Regions from separate parts of the Macaca mulatta genome. Here region 1 is linked to region 2. Evidence: chromatin contacts called from public Hi-C data. All regions are on one chromosome and are shown on one strand. The core of a region is the stretch at or near the end of the contact, and the rest is flanking DNA. Distances in the headings are between cores, read along the strand shown. Region 1 holds the start of SIAH2 (siah E3 ubiquitin protein ligase 2). Region 2 holds the start of SELENOT (selenoprotein T).

Region 1 (6,952 bases), core at 483-2,982, 170 kb before region 2:
TTAAGAAGAAGGGCTCCGAGCATGTTCCCACATTCTCAGCTATGTGATCTTGAGCAAAGTAACCTATGTCTCGGTTTCTTCAACTGTAAAATGGAGATAAAAGTAGTATTCATCATATAGAGTTATGATAAATACTTAAAACTGTTCATGCCCAACATACGGTGGGCACTCAATAAACATTAATTATATTATGCTCCCCACCTATCCAAAAACTCAGGTTCAGCCATGTTACTAAAGAGCTTTCAAAAACCTACAAAAGCTAGTGTTGTTACTTGTGTGTTCTTAAAAAACCAAACAAAACCCTACAGTGGTTTACCCCATCATTGAGGTAAATGTCTTATTAAGCCAGTTGAGGCTCTGCTTGTGCTAACCCCACACCCCTACGCTCCCGTTATATCCCCTCCAAGTCCCAATGCAATCCCAGAATTCATTCCTTCACTCTGTGCTTTTTAGCTCCTGCTATAATGCCTTCCCACCCCTGTGGTATCTGAAATCCTTCCCCTCCCATGAGTGTTTGATTATTGGGCCTTGCTCTCTTACTAGAATGTAAACTGTATGAGAACCATTCTCAGAGCTCCAATAGTAGCTGATACGTGATAAATGCTCAGGAAACATTTACCGAACGATTGAATATCTACAACTATTACGTTTTTTCAAGATTTATACCAAATTCCATCAATTCCATGCATGCAGTCATTCTATAGAAGCCCTTTGTAAGATTAAACTTTATTTCTTCTGGGCTCTAACGCCGTATTTCTTGGACAAATTGTATTCATTCATATTAAACATCCACTAATATTTTAAAAAGATAACAGCTAATGTTTAAATAGTGCTTATGATGAGCGAGGTTGTTTCAAAAGTTTGAAACATATTAAACTCATTTACTCCTCACTGCCCCACCTATAAGATAGGTATTGTTTTTATTCCACTTTTACAGTTGGAGGGAACCATTTTTCACTCAGTCTTAATAGTTGGTCCTTACCTCTGTGGCTCCTACAAATACCGATTTCCACCTAGGGTAACCCTTTCCCCAATTCTGGAATCGTTGGCTTAAGCAAAGTTTGCAGAAAAACAATTTAACTCGGAGCACACAGTTACATTTGGACATGCGGTTCACTCCGGGCTACGGTGCCCTCTCTAGCGCTTCTGCTGGGCGCGCAGGGTGGCCTACAGCTCGCAACAAAGACTCGGACTTCGGCCGGCTCTTTACCAAGCGGACTCAGCGCCCTACACTGGAGGCTCACCTACTGTCTTCAGAGACCTCACGACCCAACCCACGTTTCTGGCATTCCTAGATGATCTCGAACTCTTAGCCAACGCTGTCCATGAGCTCCCTCCTCGGCTATACAAGCCAGGGGCGCTTAATTCAACGAAGCTTCCTCCTGGTCCGCTGGGAAAGGAATAAAGGGGGCTTACCTCCTCCCCACCGCCCCCCTTCTTTACTCAACCCCACCGTTAACTGTACAAAACTAGGTCCTGTGCCCCCTGCAGACCCAACTCGGCCCCTCGCCCTGCTCCCACCCAATGCTTCCCGTCCTGACTCGGAACACAGAACTCGGTTGGCCGCGTCGCCCTCCTCGCCTGCACGCTGGTGACTCAACCCTGAGAAGACAAACCTCTCGGTTTTTTCCGACCAGTGCAGGGGCGCCGGCGCCCCGCCCCTGCCCGCCAGCGTACTGTCCCACCCACCGTCCACGCCCCCGCCCAGCCTGAAGTTGCCCTTCTCGTTTGAGCTGAGGGACGCGTCGGCCAGGCACCCCGGGGTGTGGCCAGAGGACTTCGGCGACGCCTTCCCCGAGAGTGGCCTCCCTCGCCAACCCGGAAAAGACAACCCCGCGGGGCTGCGGCGAGCCAGGCATGCTCACTGGCGCAGGCCCGGCCCGCAGCCCGAGCAGGAAGCGCCGGCGCTAGGCGGCCCCCTGCGCTGCCAGCTGGAGCCGGGCGGAGCCAGCGCCCCGGCGCAGGGTGGCTCTGCCAGTCCCCGCGCGCCTGGGCGGCCGCACACGTGTCCAGGCGTCACGTCCGCGCGCGCCCCCGGGGCTTGCGTCAGCGGCCGCTCCAGAAGCGGGTGGGCCGGGGCTCCTTGCGCACCGCTGGGTTCGGGGCCCGGACGCCGCTGGGAGGAGGGCATCGCGCGGGGTCCGACGCGGAGGCGTGCTCGGAACGCCGGGGGCTGGGGAGTGCATCAGCGCGGTCCAGCCCTCCGCCTGCCGGAGGCCGAGAGTCTCTGCCGCCCAGACCTGGGCTGGGCGCCGTGGCGTTGCCTCGGAGCTCGCTGCCCGCGGGGCGCGCACCGCCTTGACCCGGGCGGCCCCGCGGCAGGCAGGCGCCCGCAGTTCCATGGTTGGTTCGGAGCGCGATGAGCCGCCCGTCCTCCACCGGCCCCAGCGCTAATAAACCCTGCAGCAAGCAGCCGCCGCCGCAGCCCCAGCACACTCCGTCCCCGGCTGCGCCCCCGGCCGCCGCCACCATCTCGGCTGCGGGCCCCGGCTCGTCCGCGGTGCCCGCCGCGGCGGCGGTGATCTCGGGCCCCGGCGGCGGCGGCGGGGCCGGCCCGGTGTCCCCGCAGCACCACGAGCTGACCTCGCTCTTCGAGTGTCCGGTCTGCTTTGACTATGTCCTGCCTCCTATCCTGCAGTGCCAGGCCGGGCACCTGGTGTGTAACCAATGCCGCCAGAAGTTGAGCTGCTGCCCGACGTGCAGGGGCGCCCTGACGCCCAGCATCAGGAACCTGGCTATGGAGAAGGTGGCCTCGGCAGTCCTGTTTCCCTGTAAGGTAAGGTCAGGGACAGCCCGCGTATCTCCGCCGGTGACCTCAGGGACTCCGGTATCCTCCAGCCCACTGGCAGGCCCGGAAAGGCGGGCGGCATCTCTCATTTAAAAAAAAAAAAAAAAGAAAAAATGTTTACATTTCGTCTACCCTCCCTCAAACCCACTTTGGGAGTAGTTCTGGGTTGACATTTACCGAGTTAATTGACAGTTAATTGACAGTTAACAGATTAATTGGCATTCGCTGGTCGTCAGAACATCGTAGCTCACCCGGCCCAATGCCCGCGTCCTCTGCAGACATGTATTCGGGTACGCTCGATAGGGCTGGGCCGCACCAGTAAAACTTGGACCGAGAAACTGACTATGTGGGGACTGAGGAGGGAAGAAACGGGCGAGCTAAACGCACCCTTGTCCAGCGCTCGGCTTGGCTGAATTGATACTGGAGTCCTGCACCCCGCGCCTACAGTCTGCGCACCCCTGACACGTGGGAGCTCTCGGGAGTGTAGCTAAAAAAAGGGCGCCTACAGCCTGTTTTCTTCTAGCTAGAAGAAAACCCTGCAAGCCACGCCTTTTTCTCTCCTAGCCTTCCAAGGACTGGGAAGGACTGAGGAGTTGTGGCTGCGTTTTTGTACTATGTGGGGTGAAAACAGTCAATCAAGAAATTAACAAGGGCACTCAAGAGCTGTTGTTACAGTTGTTTAAAGCTCATCAGTTCATTTTTTATTTAATGTAAAAAGTTTTCAATGCCCTTGCGAAAAATGCAAGCCAAGACAATAAGTAAAATGAAAGACCAAGACCTCTCCCCTCCTTTCCCACCATTGTTAGGTTTAGTGTGTATCTTTTTAAACTATATATACATACACCCTCGCAGCTAAATATAGAATCATAGATGTCAGTGTATGTCAGGGAGGTTTTTTAATACCCACACATAGATGTAAGTTTTTCTCCAAAAATGGCATCTGCAGCTTGCTGTTTTTAAATTCATATTATCATACATATTTCTCTATGCCTGAAACCTAGTCGACTTCACTGTATTTTAAATGACTGTATAGTATTGCATTGTGTGGTCATATTGTAACATTTGTTTACCTTCAGGAGCAGTTTCACAGACATACTTGTCTACATTACTTCATTATGACCTAGAACTATACTGTAAAGTTCATTTTCTGAAATTAGAAGTAGAAATATTGTCATTAATACTTTCCAGTTTTTTTGTAAAAGTAACTTGCTCTGCCTCTTGGGCCCTTTAGGCTTTCTTGTATTTCTCCTTGGTGCTGCTTATTTTATAGGACAAGAGCTCATTTTTAAATTAAAAATAATCCACCAGAGAATTCAGGCGTGGGACTCAGGTCAGTAAAATGAGTGCTTTAATTTGGTCTGCTGCCCTGCTGCAAATGAGGTTTAAAATAGCATATTTAAATAAGAGTTTGAATCAGTGTTTGGACTAGGGTGTTTCAGGCAACCTTAATAAATTGCTTTTAACCCCTCCTCATATAATGCTTACTAATTCACTCAGCCCAGTTTCTCAAAATTTAGATGAAGTATTTGCATAGTTGTCTTAGGGTTGTGAAAAAGGAGACAAAGGTTTGGTGGTAGTTAACATAGAGTGGCTATTTGATGTTTGAGATATATTGCAGGGGTGGGGGATGCCCCACAGGATTTCTGGGGAGCCATTTTCTCACCCCTTTACTTTCCCTTAAACCCGCAGTGGCTAACAAAAGAAATGGCTTTTAGGTGAGTTTTAGTTCACAAATGAGCATTTGATATTAGTCAGTAATCCATAATTTGTTTTTAAAATGTAACCTTAGAATTGTGTTGTTCCCAAGAGAAAGGGAAGGAAACAGTTATGCTATATGGAGCATGAAGTTTCACTTTCAGGATCTAGAACTCTGGTTCCTATGAAAGCATATGTTCTTTCCTAACGTGAAACAGGCTAGTGAAATCAACCTTGAAGAGTAGTTCTGGGAATCGGGGGTTCTCAGCCTTTCTGTACATGTCAGTGATTTTCTGAGTCTCTATTCCATAAGAATGCAGTTGGGCAAAGCCATTACTTTGCAAGCTGAAATTTAAAAGGGCCAACTATTCCCCTAAAGACCAGGAACCAAGCTTAGAATGTGATCTTGGGGATGCTTTTGTGTGTGCATGTGTGTGAGTTACATAAAGCCGGAGTGTGCATGCCTCACCTTTGGTTGATCAATAATCCAAACTTTTGGCAGGGCAGCTCAGCCAGTTAGTCTGGACGAACCAAACTTGAATGTATACATAGGCCCAGCGACCAACCAAGATGTGCTGTAGAGGATGAGAAACAACAGGGAGTAGTCGTAAGGCCTGTATCAAACTTAAAACAAGGTAGGTCTGTTTACCTAGCCCTTCGGCCTACAGTTGGAGGCTCCTAGAAATTATGGCACTGCCTTTTCACTGTGCCCACCTGCTCTCAGAATCTCTCATGGGCTGGCTCATGTGAAAAAAACCAACATTGAATAAAGTAACAGAGTCCACATCTCAAGAGGTGCCTGGCATTGTCATTGTTTGCCTGAAAGACCACCTCCCAGGGCCTTGATTTCCTCATCTATATATATGAGAGATGAGTCCGCTGGACTTCTGAGGACCTGTAGCTTCTAGCATTCCATGAAAAGAAGGGAAGCTATCTGGAATGTTATTGGATGCTCTCTATCTGCCAGCTACTTCACAGGGGTCAGCTTTTACTAGTTTGCCTTTTTTTTTTTTCCAGATGAGGAAACTCATGCCTACAGAGTGGTTAAATGTGAAGTGACTTGTCAAATCACACAGCTAGTAAGAGGACCAGTCCAAGCACCTGCATCTCAAAGGCACAGATGTTTTGTCCTACACCTTACTGCTTAGGGATTTCGAATCTGAGTATATACTCAAGATTCTGAATCATAACTCAAGGTTGACACCAGTAACAAAACCATCTGGTTGGATGAGTTCACCAGATGGGCCTCTTATGGGACCATCCCAAAATGACAACATACATACTCACTATGAAATTCATTGGCAGGAATTTTGTAGGCCATGTAGGGTAGGAAGATGGGGGGTAGGGGAAACCTACAAACCTAGTATTTTGTGGGATATCATCACAGCTCTGGACTGCTTCAGTTGGCCAAAAAATGGATGTATTGCCAAATAACTATCCTACTTAGGTGTAGGGTAATTAATTAAAGGCTAGAGTGTTGCCAGCACCTTTGATATGGGGAGCCAGGTGCATTATTAGCTCAGATCTTTGGGTGTGGTGGCTCATGCCTGTAATCCCAGCACTTTGGGAGGCAGAGGTGAGCAGATCACCTGAGGTCAGGAGTTCGAGACCAGCCTGGACAACATAGTGAAACCCTGTCTCTACTAAAAAAACAAAAATTAGGGCCAGGCTCAGTGGCTCACACCTGTAATCCCAGCACTTTGGGAGGCTGAGGCGGGCAGATCACCTGAGGTCAGGAGTTTGAGACCAGCCTGACCAACATGAAGAAACCCGGTTTCTACTAAAAGTACAAAAAAGTTAGCTGGGCATGGTGGCGCATGCCTGTAATGTCAGTTACTCAGGAGGCTGAGGCAGGAGAATCACTTGAACCCGGGAGGCAGAGGTTGCAGTAAGCCGAGATCACGCCATTGCACTCCAGCCTGGGCAACAAGAGTGAAACTCGGTCTCATTTAAAAAAATAAAATAAAAATTAGCTGAGCGTGGTGGCAGGCACCTGTAATCCCGGCTACTTGAGAGGCTGAGGCAGGAGAATTGCTTGAACCCGGGAGGTGGAGGTTGCAGTGAGCTGAGATTGTGCCACTGCATTCCAGCCTGGGTGACAGAGCAAGACTCCATCTCAAAAAAAAAAAAAAAAAAAATGGAATGTCTAATTGTGTATGGCTTTCTTCCACTTGGGGTCTTTTTTAATCCATTCTGTGGCTTTTTCCATGCCTGAGAACTTTTGACATCCTGTGCCCAGACTTAAACTCACCCCTTCAGTGTGTGGGTTAGGGGGAGAAGTGAAGGTTGACACATTCATGTGAACAACATAGTCTCCTTTACCATCCAACTGTGCATTTTGCTATCAGACAAGTATTTCTGTCCACAACTGTGAGCAATGCTAATCCACTCCAGCCTTCTTACACTGTGATAATACCCTTTCTTTGTCCTCTCTGAAAGTTTTTAGTAGCATGTCTCCAAATAATTATT
Region 2 (6,947 bases), core at 1,113-3,612:
ATAAAAATAAAAATAATTTTTAAAATGGAAGTATTTTTGTTATATAACATGCTCAGGGTGACTGTAAAAGAAAATTATTAGGCTTTTGGGACAGGTCTGTACTTAAAAACAAAGAAAAACAAAGTATCAAAAGTTCAAGTGAAGTACTTACTACTTTTTTTTTTTTAAGTTTATTTGAAGGACTGAATGCCCTTCCCTACGTTTGTTTACACATTTTGAAAACCTTGCTATGAATAGCGTTGGTGGAAGATACACCTGGTAAATCATTGTGACAAGTGTTCCAAAACAAGCAAATGTAAAAGTGATATTTTGGAAAAGCAAAAATGCAACCAAGAGATAAAGTAGGATACAGAAAAATTATATTAATTTGAAAACTGCAGTTTTTAAACTACTTAAATCTGTAAGTATCACAACACTTAACAATCTTTAGGTTGGTAAAATGATTACTACCTTCTAATTTAAAAATTAAGGAAAAAAGTTAATGGTTAAACCATCCTCCCATTTGCAGTATTACATGAAAGATGATATATTTCAGGCACATAGTACACCGTACAGGGAGGTTTTTTGCTTCTTTTTTTGAGACGGAGTTTCGCTATTGTTGCCCAGGCTGGAGTGCAATGGCGCGATCTCGGCTCACTGCAACCTCCGCTTCCCGGGTTCTAGCGATTCTCCTGCCTCAGCCTCCCAAGTGGCTGGAATTACAGGCATGCGCCACCACGCCAGGCTAATTTTTATATTTTTAGTAGAGACGCGGTTTCTCCATGTTGGTCAGGCTGGTCTCGAACTCCCGTGGTCTCGAACTCCCGACCTCAGGTGATCCGCCAGCTTCGGCCTCCCCAAGTGCTGGGATTACAGGCATGAGCCAGCGCGCCAGGCCTTGTTTGTTTTTACTCAGAAGAAATTGCAATGTTTTTAGTTTTTACTCCAAAAATAAAGTCTCACCATCTTATTTTCTAACTCAAACATCACCTTAAACTGATTTTTAAAAATTATTTTAAAGATTTGCTTGGTGTTCAGTGAGTAAGCAAAAAGCTAGTTGGAGAAGTAGAAAATCTAAACTTTAATATACTAATACATGAAGTTCTTAAAAGAAGGGTTTAAGTGAATGATGGCCAACACCAGCATTCCGATGTATCAGGACTCTGATGATTTACTAATCTGGCTATCCTGGGATGGTCAGTTTATCCTGAGAAAATGTCATCTTTGGGGGTTTAAGATTCTCATTTCTATAATTTTACAATTTTGGTGTTTTTTCCCCCAATCTTTGGAGCTTTTCAATCCCCACCCGCAACCTCCCTTACCGTATAAAAGGCATCATTGCCCTGTTCCTAACGATTAGGTTAAAAACAAAATAATTTAAAGAACACTGTCGAAAACTGCCGAGATCTTTTCTGTGAATACACAAGACAACTGAAAGGTAGAACGAGATGCCAGAGCAGGCAACTCCTGGGAGGCAGGTGAGGGGTGAATGCGAGCGAACTGTCAAAGTTTAGAAGAACAACGTGCTCCTTTTCTGACACTTTGGAAATGGCAAACAGAACCAGCATCCCCAGACCTCCCCTTCACGCCCTCCAGCTGTCAGACGCCCCATTCGCAAACTCAACAGTCCCCCCAGCAAGTCCTGGAGAAAAACGGCGTCTGTCACTCCCGGATCCTCTCCAACGACCCGAATTAACCTTCACCTAGCCAGGGAGCGAGGCCGCCCAACATAACCCCGGAAAAGAAGGCAGGAAAAGTGAACTGACAAATGCTTGGCGCTCCTCCGCTGACGCGGCGCCTACTCATCCCCATCTCCGCAGGCAGTCGGGGTGGCTATGGCGTGACGCCGCCGACAGGTCCTCCGTACTAACAGGTGTCCCCCCGTCTTCGCCTTTCAGCGTTTAACCTTCTCGCGCCCTCTTTCCCCACTCCCACTGTTCTAGGAGGCAAAAATCAAGTGAGCAGTTGTACCTGGAAAAGGAGGGCGGCCTGACCGCTCTAAAAGGGCCCGCGAGAAGGTTGTCTGTGGAAGGGCTCCCGCACCGTTCTGCGAGGCCAGCGAAGATGCAGCCAGCTAGGCCGCGAAGCCGGGGCCTCGCGTACCCAGCGGCGCCGAGCACAGGCGCGGCGGGGTGGCCGGGGCCCACTGCACATACTCACCAAATCTGGAACTTGAGCAGCGGCCCCGTGGCGTACTGCATCTTTAATCTCTTGCTGGGCACGCCGCCCAGATTGGCCGAGGCCTCGCTCCGGACCATCGCCGACGCCGCCACTAGGAGAAGCAGCAGAAGCCTCATCTTAATTGAGCCAGCCGCTTCGGCCGCCCTCAGACTAAGACTGCAGCCAGCCCAAAGCCCAGGCGCGAGCTGCTCCCCACTGCGCAGGCGCGATCAGCCAAGGTCGGGGGAGGGGAGCAGTAATGCGCCTGCGCGGCCCGGCGCCTGCGCGCACTACTGGAGTGAAGAGCCGACCTGTTTTACTGTCCTGACTCACCACCATCTTGGTAGTGTGCAAGACTCTGGGACGGCATAAGAAAGGAAGAGAGGGAGCAAAGGAGCTGGTGGGGTGTCACAGGGCCCATGTATGAGGCAGATTTGAGTTCTATATCCAGTTTTGCAATTTATCCATTTATCTGCCTGAGACACTTGGAAACACCTACTTGACAGCCCTGATTCAAGTGTTGGCGGATAGGAGGGAGGAGACTCCTGACCCTCAGAATGGTAATGCTGAAATTTTTGGGGTGCCCTGTTTATGGCCTTTTCTTTGATCTTACAATATTGCTTTCTCCTAAAAGAATATTAAACATAAGTTTTAAGAAACCTTTGAACAATTCCAAACGTATATTATACAAAAATAGAGTAACTACCTTAGCAAGCTTTAACAGTTACTAACATTTTGACGTTCTTGATTTGTCTATATCTCTAAACACTTCTTCCCTTCCTGGGCATATTTGGAAGCAAATCTCAGACGTCATATCATTTCATCTCTATATATTTAAACACGGTCTCACTGTCACCCAGGCTGAAGTGCAGTAGCATGATGATAGCTCACTGCAGCCTCACACCCCTGGGCTCAAGCAATCCTGCCTCAGCTTCCCAAGTGGTTAGGAACACAGGCACAGGCAACTATGCCTGGCTTACAATTATTTAAGCACATATCTCTAAAAAAGAACTATTGTTTGAAAAAAAAAATGACCACAGTATCATTATCTCACCTTTAAAAAATAGTAATTGCTTAGTATTAAATAGTGTTCAAATGTCTCAATAACTACTTATTTTCCTACTGTTCATTTGTTAAAATAAGAATCAAAATTAAATTTATACATTGTCATTGGTTGATGTGTCTTTTAGAACAAGTCAAAAACTTTTAAGACCAGGAACACACCAGTAATTGAACAATTTTGTTTATTATTAATTGCAGCAAGAGGGATGCTATGGTTTGAATATATCCCCCGAAAAGCATGTGTTGGAAATTTAATGCCCAATGTAACAGTGTTGGGAGATGGGGCCTATGGGAGGGGTCCACCCTCATGAATGGATTAATGCCAATTATGAAAGGACTTGAATGGATTAATGCCAATTATGAAAGGGCTTAAGGTTTCGATTTCTGTCTATTGCTCTTTCACTTTTGCACTCTCCTGCACATTTACCTTCCTCCATTGGACGACAGAACACAAAGTCCCCATAAGATGTGGAGCCCTTGATCTTGGAATTTTCAGCCTCTAGAACTGTAAGAAATAAATCTGTATCTTTATTAATTACCCAATCTCAGTTATTCTGTTATAGCAGCCCAGATGGACTAAGACAGGGGAACGCACACCACGGGAAACCATGAGAAGACTCAATAAGGAGGTGTTAGGATCTGAGGCTTGATTGGATGATTTGGAAAATGGAGCTGGGGTGCTGAGTGGTTCTTTTATCAGAGGTGTTCAATCCAGAGTGACTTCATCTTGAGTAGGGACTAAGTAAAATGAGGTGGATACCTGCTGGGCTGCATTCCCAGGAGGTTAGGCATTCTTACTCACAGGATGAGATAGGAGGTCAGCACAAGATTCAGGTCACAAAGACCCAGCTGATAAAACAAGATACAGTAAAGAAGCCAAAACCAAGATAGCGACAAAAGTGACCTCTGGTCGTCCTCACTGCTCATTCATTATATGCTAATTATAATATATTTGCATGCTATCTCCTTTACTGCTTATTATATGCTAATTTAACACACTAGCATGCTAAAGGACACCCCCACCAGCACGGTGAAAGTTTACAAATGCCATGGCAACGTCTGGAAACTACCCTATATGGTTGAAAAGGAAGAGGAACTCTTTATTCTGGGAAATTCTTGCCCTTCTCCCCAGAAAACTCTTGAATAATTCACCCCTTGTTTAGCATATAATCAAGAAATAACCATAAAAATAGCCAATCAGCAGCCCTCAGGGCTGCTCTGTATATGCAGTAGCCTAACTTGTATTCCTTTACTTTCTTAATAAACTTGCTTTCACTTTACTCCATAGACTTGCCTCCAATCCTTTCTTGAGTGAGATCCAAAAACTGTCTCTTGGGGTCTGGATCAGAACCCCTTTCCAGTAAAATTAGATTTTTTTTTTTTTTTTTTTTTAAGACATAGTCTCACTCTGTCTGCCTAGGAAACCAGCCTGGGCAACATGATGAAACCCTGCCTCTACAAAAAATTTAAAAATTAGCTGGGCATGGTGGCACACACCTGTATTCCCAGTTAGGAGACTGAGGTGGGAGGATCACCTGAGCCAGGAAGGTCGAGGCTGCAGTGAACCCTGATGGCTCCACTGCACTTCAGCCTGAGTGACAGAGTGAGACCTCGTCTCAAAAAAAATAAGATAATGGGTGGTACAGCTAGCCATAAAATGTATTTTAAAAATTGCCCCCAGGCATCAGGGGTGGTGTGACTGAAGTTCCATACTCCTGTTTCCCTGGACCTGATAAATTTTGCATACCTTGCCAGGCACAGTGGCTCACGCCTGTAATCCCAGCACTTTGGGAGGCCGAGGCAGGCAGATCACAAGGTCAGGAGATCGAGACCATCCTGGCTAACACGGTGAAACCCCATCTCTACTAAAAATACAAAAAATTAGCCAGGCGTGGTGGCGGGCACCTATAGTCCCAGCTGCTCAGGAGGCTGAGGCAGGAGAATGGTGTGAACCCAGGAGGCAAAGCTTGCAGTGAGCCGAGATTGTGCCATGGCACGCCAACCTGGGTGACAGAGCGAGACTCTGTCTCTAAAAAAAAAAAAATTTGCATACCTTATATAGCTCAGGCTACTCAGGTATTTTCCTTTCCTCGGGTTGAATTGTTAAAGCAGCAGCAGTCCCTCTTCGTGACCAAGAAAAGGAATGTTTGGTGTTTTGTGGGTAGCACAGTGACCTGTTTTTGGTCTGAGCTTAACAAAATTAAATATCTTTTTTTTTTCCTTTTGCAATTTCTTTTATCTATATATCTCCCAACCTGCCTCTTTGTCTCTTTTTCCCTTGCGACTTATTTGCTGAAGAAACCATGTGTTTGTGGGTTTTGCTGCTGATTACAAACTCATATACCGTCCTTTTTTTTTTTTTTTTTTTTTTTGAGACAGGGTCTCGCTCTGTTGCCCAGGCTAGAGTGCAGTGGCGCCGTCTTGGCTCACTGCAAGCTCTACCACCTGGGCTCAAGGGATTCTCCCACCTTAGCCACCTAAGTAGCTGGAACCACCACGACCTGCCTTTTTTTTTTTTTTTAAATAAAGATGGAGTCTCGCTATGTTGCTCAGGCTGTTCTCAAATTCTTGACCTCAAGTGATCCTCCCACCTTGGCCTCCCAAAGTTCTAGGAATACAGGCATGAGCCACCGTATCCTGCCATGGTGTACATTAATATATATCTCTGTCCTGTGTATTCTCTGTAAATTAGTAGTTACATCTAGACGACTAGACACTTTTAAGTTTAATCCTTTTGGCAAGACTATAAAGAAGGTTTTTATCTTCATAATTTATTTTAAAAATTAGACGTAAGTACAAGAACAGACACAGAATGATTATTGCCATTTAACATAACCCTTGCAAATAACAGATGGTAAATTGGTACCAACATGATTATAAACAAAAAGCAAAACTCTGGCACTAAGATGGCATGGTAGTATTGATACTGGTGAGCTAGGGAAGATCTCGAAACGCTGGTGGGACCCTTACCCTGGTTGTTGTCCAGGCTCTTGATGCCATCTCGGGAAGGAATTCAACAAGTCAGAAAATAGTGAAAGTGGTTGGGAGTGGTAGCTCATGCCTGTAAACTCAGCACTTTGGGAGGCTGAGTGTGTCCATTTCAGTATCAAAAGTAAGAAATAAGATACCCCATATAAAAATTGATTAGCAAGCTCAATTATCTTGTGGTGGCTTCTTCATAATAAAAATATAATAATAATAATAATACAGTGGATACATGTTTTTCTCAGCATCTATTCCTTCTTCTGGTAATGGTACCTCAGTTTCTCTTCAGGGGACCAGCAAGACCCCATTGCACACAGTCTTGGGACTACCACTTGAGGTACTCAAAACATTCCCACCAGAGGTGTACCTGTGTCCAAAGCCAAAAGGTATTGAAGCTGATTAATTCTAATAGAAGAACCCTAAGGAAAGTTCTAGACCCCGAACTACTCTGGGTATTATCTTCTCCAGGGCCTCATTCTTCATCTTTTCCTTTTACTCTATGAGCTACCACACATTTTGTTTGCAAACCAAGAACCCTAACTTAGAGCCCTGTATCATCTTGGTTGATTCCTGAGAGGAGAACAGGGAACAGAGTGGCTCAGGAACAAAAACGGGAGGGAAGTTATTCTTATTGCATAAGTAACTTTTGCATTTTAAAATTTTATGCTGTTGTCATGTAATACTTATTCAAAAAGTAAATCAATGTTTTAGAATTCAATGAAAAATAAAGTCCTTAACATAGAGTGTTAAAAAATTGAATT

The links. Hi-C and Micro-C count contacts between places; a contact is called where the count stands out from the background.
Region 1: a Hi-C map of fetal cortical plate shows a contact between it and region 2, with 3 times the contacts expected there. The contact joins the promoter of SIAH2 here to the promoter of SELENOT in region 2. A contact is called at or near these places in 2 of 14 Hi-C or Micro-C datasets (fetal cortex germinal zone and fetal cortical plate).

Annotation. Positions count from the first base shown.
Region 1 is chr2:53,796,191-53,803,142 of T2T-MMU8v2.0, reverse strand. SIAH2 (siah E3 ubiquitin protein ligase 2) reads left to right here and starts at 1,732. Exons shown (of 2, transcript NM_001194383.3): 1 at 1,732-2,776. The coding sequence starts at 2,360.
Region 2 is chr2:53,622,666-53,629,612 of T2T-MMU8v2.0, reverse strand. SELENOT (selenoprotein T) reads right to left here and starts at 2,362. Exons shown (of 6, transcript NM_001159414.2): 1 at 2,140-2,362. The coding sequence starts at 2,276.